2 separate regions of the Rattus norvegicus genome follow, and region 1 is linked to region 2. The links are chromatin contacts, called in public Hi-C maps. All regions are on one chromosome and are shown on one strand. The core of a region is the stretch at or near the end of the contact, and the rest is flanking DNA. Distances in the headings are between cores, read along the strand shown. Region 1 overlaps LOC134482393 (a long non-coding RNA gene). Region 2 overlaps LOC134482392 (a long non-coding RNA gene).

Region 1 (2,711 bases), core at 50-2,549, 130 kb before region 2:
ATCCATCCTAGGGCTTTGTGCATGTCAGGCAAGCATTCTACTAGCTGAACAAAGTCCCCAGCTCTGTCAAAGGGTAAGCATATTGATATAACAACAACAACAACAACAACAACAACAACAACAACACACACACACACACACACACTAGTAGGAATATAGCTTAGTGACAGAGACCTTGACAAATATGTATGTGTGTAAGACCCTGAGTTCAGCCTCTAGTATAAGAGAAAAGAAAGAAAGAAAGAGAGAGAGAGAGAAAGAAAAAAGGAAGGAAGGAAGGAAGGAAGGAAGGAAGACAGAAGACAGGAAAGACCAAAACTTGCTACTGCCTGGCTGCTCTGACTTCCCATCTGACGTATGTGACCTCTTCATCCTGCAAGCTCTCCTGCCACTGTGATTCCAGTCACCGTGGGGTCCTCAGGAGAGCCAAGCCAATTTCAGTGCTATGTGCCCTTAGACCCTCAGAACTGTGAGCTTAATAAGCCTCTTTCCTTCAGACAATCTGACAGGGAGAGCTAGAGGGAAACCTCAGCTGTATAGCAAGTTCAAGTTAAAGTCTCAGGACACTTTCTCTAGTGACAGGGAGCGCTCTGTTGGAATCTGCATCACTTTGATTAGTTCACACACGACAAATGGCTGCTGAGCCGTCAAGGGACGGCTCAAAAGACCAACCAAACGCTGAGTTTACACAAACTCTACAGAGTTGAACATCTCACTGTGTTTGAAACAAAACATGCTTTACACTCCCTGTCAGACTTAATGTTACAAAGAAACTAAAGAGCAAACTAAAGCGATCTGTTTTAAGATTACGCAAGGAAGTAATTAGTCAAAGTATGATGCTTTAAACTCTTCTCCCTTATATTTATCACTTATTTGCTTTTCTTCTAATGTAATACTGGTTTTTCTGCTATAGTATTTATCTTCTGAAACTTGGTTCATAGTCATTAAATATTTTGAATATAAATTCTTCTTATATTTTCAGTATAAATTTTCCTCGTGTGTATCACAAGCTGTCATGCATCACAAGAGCCTCCATCTCAAGCAGGCTTGAGGAATGAATGGAATGGAGTAGCCACAGGCAGGCCTTGGGGCGCTGGAAGGCATCTGGTTTCTCTCAAACACTCCCACTCTAGTTGCCAGAATTTTACCATTTTCTTCAGCGCCTCATACTTTAAGATTTTAAGGATCACGATGCCGGATCTGGTGGATACTATGCCTGAGCGGTGTCCCTTCGGCTGAGGCTAGACTGAACTGGAATAACCTCACACTGCTGCTCCTGATCAGACAAACTTCTTAGTCACAGACACATCCTCCGTCTGCTCTCTTCCGACTACTTCCGGTGAGCCAACCTTGGCCTGGAGTCTGTCTTTGCTCCTAACTTCGCTTCGTTCCAAGACTGTAAGAACTGACTGCACTCTAGCACACTGTGTGTGGTTGGGAGAGGACCCATTTCTCATTGAGTCTGCTTTGGCAGAACCATTTGATTTGATGGGCTACAGCCTGCACTCCCCTTCAGACAAAATTTGCTAGGACCTTTGAGCCTCAGAGAACAGAGGCTAAGAAACTTAGAGCCTTAGAGAACAGAGCCCAACTTAAAAGTAGTCTAAAAATGAGGGGTTTGTTGTAATTTTTATTACCTCCATTTGTGTATATTCACACACATGTGTATGTGTGTTTGTGTGTGTGTTTATGTGTGTATGTTTGTGTGTGTGTGTGAGTGAGTTTGTGTGAGTGAGTTTGTGTGAGTTTGTGTGTGTATGTGTGAGAGTTTGTGTGTGTCTTTGTGTGTGTGTATGTGTGTGTGTTTATGTGTGTGTGAGTTTGTGTGTGTGTTTGTGTGTGTGAGAGTTTGTGTGTGTGTATGTGTGTGAGAGTGTGTGTGTGTATGTTTGTGTGTGTGTCTGTGTGTGTGTATGTGTGTGTGTATGTTTGTGTGTGTGTGTTTGTGTATGTGTGTGTGAGTCTGTGTGTGTGTGTGTGTGTGTGTGTGTGTAATGGGTGGTGGTAGTGGCACTAGAATGACATTGTATAGGTCAGAAGACAACTTGTGGGTGTCTACTCTCTTTCAGCAATGTGGGTCTCTGGTATTGAACCCACATTATCAGGCCCAACAGAAGGCACCTCTACCCTCTGAGCCACCTCTGTGACCCAGTTTATTGTAATATTTTAGAATATAGAATGTAGTTAGGATATAAGACTAAAAGCAAAAACATTGAAAACACGAGAAATATGATTTCTTTGTATGCTATTTTTGACTGCTTTTCTATCTGTTCTTTATCTGCGTTTCTCCCCACCCCCACCCCCATGAACTGCCTGCCTGTCCTTCCTTCCTGTCCCTGTTTTAGCTCTCACTGACCTGGAACTTGCTGTGATTGCCATGCCCTGTTTGCAGTGTGCTGAGATTATAGGCATGGCCTCTATAACCAGCCCTGATTTTCTTTCTTGGTAGAGTGGCTTCCCTCTGTGCTGATGTCATTCTTGTAGGCTGCAGGTAGCTTCAATATACTGTCTAGATGCACAGAAAACCTGACTTTCCTTATCTGCTTTTACATCCAAATGTTTGCCAAAGTCATAAAAAGAACAAATAAATTCGTATTTCATGTTAGGATAAAGCCCGAATCCTCAACACAAAAATTTAAAGATTCCAAGTGTAGTTTTAAAATGTAAATTATATGATATAATAGCATTCAAGAACCAATAAGACACTGCAA
Region 2 (2,859 bases), core at 128-2,627:
AGAATAGTACTTAATTCAGTCTCCTATCTCTCACCACTTTCTTATGTAGCCCAGGTTGGCCTCAAACACACAGTAGCCAAGGACATCCTTGAATTCCTGATCCTCTTGATTCTACTTCTTAAGATCTAAGGTCACAGGCCGTATCCCCATGTCTGGTTTATGTGGCTCTGGGATGCAAACTCACCCTTCATACTTGCCACAATCCTAGTCTGACTTTCTCCAAATTTTCTAGAAAGTGCTTTTCTGATACGCCAGCAGGCATTTTGAATTGGCATCAATCAAAATCCATACCTAATTTGTCAGGCTTTTTGAGTCTCAAAGTCGTTTTTTTCTTTCACCTTGTTTCATGAGGCCCACTAGTAACTTTCTGCCCTTTTCCTTTCTTCCTGCCACTGTGAGACCATTTCCTGAATTTATTTCCATAGGCTGGACCATTCTATGCTGAGAAATATTCCTGATCCCTTGTTTGACAAGTCAGACTGGGAAGTTACAGGAACCCATTTTCTGAGCGTCATCTGTGCCTCGGGCACTTTAAGATCTGTCTCTGTGTTAATAGCACGCCTTTGGACAAAGCCTGACAGAATGCCTGATATTTACAAAACATTTTAGGAAACAGGAACCTTGGGAATTTTAAATCCACTCTCCAAATATTGAAAAAGAAACATGTGACAGTAGAAGTTTATGGTTCTGTCAGTACCAAATAATCTGACACTGTGTTTCATCTTTATTTATCCCCAGAAAACAAATGTAAACCATGATGCAAAATCAAATGTAAAAATCTAGTAAGATCGTAAATGGACAGCCTTCAGACTGACTCACATCCGTCTCTGCCCTATGTGTCATTGTGACATCAGTCTCAGCCGCTGTCTTTTAGTAGTAGGAATACCTGGCTTACTTGACAGATATGGTAGTGCACACCTTTAATCCCAGCATTTGGAAGGCAGAGGCAGGTGGATTCTGAGTTCGAGGCCAGCCTGGTCTACAGAGTGAGTTCCAGGATAGACAGGGCTTCACAGAGAAACCCTGTCTCATAAGACCAAAACCAAACCAAACAAACAAAAAGATTAGCCGGCAGATATAACCAATTAAGGCAACTTCAGCGCGTTAATTCTCTTAGTCTTTGAAATAACCGTATAAACTAGGTTCTATTACATCCTTTTGACAGAAAAAGGAATGATCATGAAGAACCTGCAGAGGCCCGCGGAGTGTGACTCAGGATCAACAGGACACAAACTCAAGTCCTGAATGCTGACTGCAGAGTCTGGATCTCTAGTGATAGCGTCAACACTGAGTCTTCCCTTAAAAGAAAGGGCTCACCTAAGAGGAAGTGAGGGCTGACCTCTACTGCGGAGAGGTTTGCGTTCTGTTCTGCCACCTGGTGGCTGTCATTGGAAACTGTTCCTGCTCCAAGCTCGTGTGTTGAACGTGTCACGTGACCCTTTCTTTCGCACTCGCAGTTGCAGCTATAATTAGGCTTGCAGTAGATAATCGATCTCTTTCCATTCTGTCGTCCCATATACTAAGACCTTTAAAAGAAATTCCCACACGTGGGGCCAGAGGGCACTTGAGTGTCACATAAGCAGTTTTTTCTTTGCCCCCTACTGTGAGCAGCACCTCAGCTTCTCAGGGTGGACAAACAGCAATCTCCAGGCTTGGCTTGGAAATGTCAGCCAGGGTCTCCCTTGTCCTAGCGAAGCTCATCTCGCTATTGTTTAATTGGTTTACAGGATCTTGGGAGTCAGGTTTTGAATATTCCTTCTTGAGAGTTCCTTGTTCCCAAGGCTGACTATAGCCACAATCCCAGTTTTAATCGCCAATCCTGCATTTCATCCATTAATCCTGCACGGTCATCATGGACCTATTTTTAAGACAATGAGAACACACATCTATCTGTACTGTTGGATGGAAATGATTAGGCCATTATGCTAACACATAAGACAGAGTCCATCTTTAATGCATATAAATGTAATCGTCTGCTAGAGGGTGGCTCCCGACCGTTCTCCCATCTTCTTCATTTTTGTGTCATCTGCTTGGAATCCATTCATACCACAGACATCTTCTGAGCTCAGGGGCGGGCTGGTATCTTGGCTGGGTGATGTAGACAGAAAAGAAAGTCCTGGTGAACACTTGAAAGGCTTGGCGTGGTTCCTTCAGAGGGTCAGGAACTCTTCTGATCTGTTATCGACTGCGCCACCCTGGCTCAGAAGGGAACACATTTGGAAGCATCAGATAAAGCAGCGTTCTATGGGTACCGCTGACGAGAGCGGCTTGTTGTAAGCAGAAGAGTTGGCAAGGCGTTGTGAAGGGCCTTGGCTGAGCTCAAAGCGTTTGTAGAATCTGGTCAGAAGGAAAGAATAGGAAAGCTGAGGAGAGGAATAAGAGCTGCAGAACCTGGAGTGTGTGTGGCTGGGGGGGGGGGTGTCTTGAAACAGTGGCAAAGAGGAAGGACAGCAGAAACCAGCATGGGGGAAGAGCTTAGGTGCCAGTATCATGATAGGAAGTGTGACTGCATCTATTGAGAAATAAAAGAACAGCCCTTCAGGCAAAGGAGGCAGAGGGCCGGGTTCCCGTGAAGCTGTCCATCCAGCTTTGTGACGTGTCTGGGCCAAGCTTGGGTAGCTTTCTGTTATGGATGCCGAAATGTTGGTTTTCTAACACAGTGGTGACGAGGACATGGACATTTTAAATACGAGATATGACTACAGAAGCCAGTTCTGCAAAGCTGTGTTTCATGAGATCAACGCCTGTGGATCATTAAAAGGGAGAGAAAAGTAACCCAAGATAAGGAAATAAAACCATTAGAAGAAAAAGTGAACCCCAAAAACCTAATAAGGAAGGGCAAGGGGGAGGGGGAGGAGG

The links. Hi-C and Micro-C count contacts between places; a contact is called where the count stands out from the background.
Region 1: a contact with region 2 is called in a Hi-C map of the A7r5 cell line, with 4 times the contacts expected there. The contact joins two enhancer-like sites. A contact is called at or near these places in 9 of 12 Hi-C or Micro-C datasets (the A7r5 cell line, the Rat2 cell line, Schwann cells and 6 more) and 1 of 1 datasets of contacts at active chromatin or transcription factors (oligodendrocytes).

The regions. Positions count from the first base shown.
Region 1 is chr16:63,348,474-63,351,184 of GRCr8, reverse strand. It overlaps LOC134482393 (a long non-coding RNA gene), which reads left to right. Exons shown (of 2, transcript XR_010058425.1): 2 at 983-1,613. Among named protein-coding and RNA genes, the nearest start is that of Mfhas1, 13 kb to the right of the region's middle. Within about 2 kb of position 1,299, at least 15 of the 93 cell types and tissues checked have an H3K27ac peak or open chromatin away from gene starts, as enhancers often do. A contact at or near this core is called in the A7r5 cell line, where this site is marked.
Region 2 is chr16:63,220,674-63,223,532 of GRCr8, reverse strand. LOC134482392 (a long non-coding RNA gene) reads right to left here. Exons shown (of 2, transcript XR_010058422.1): 2 at 1,109-2,195. Among named protein-coding and RNA genes, the nearest start is that of Lrpl1, 47 kb to the right of the region's middle. Within about 2 kb of position 1,377, at least 8 of the 93 cell types and tissues checked have an H3K27ac peak or open chromatin away from gene starts, as enhancers often do. A contact at or near this core is called in the A7r5 cell line, where this site is marked.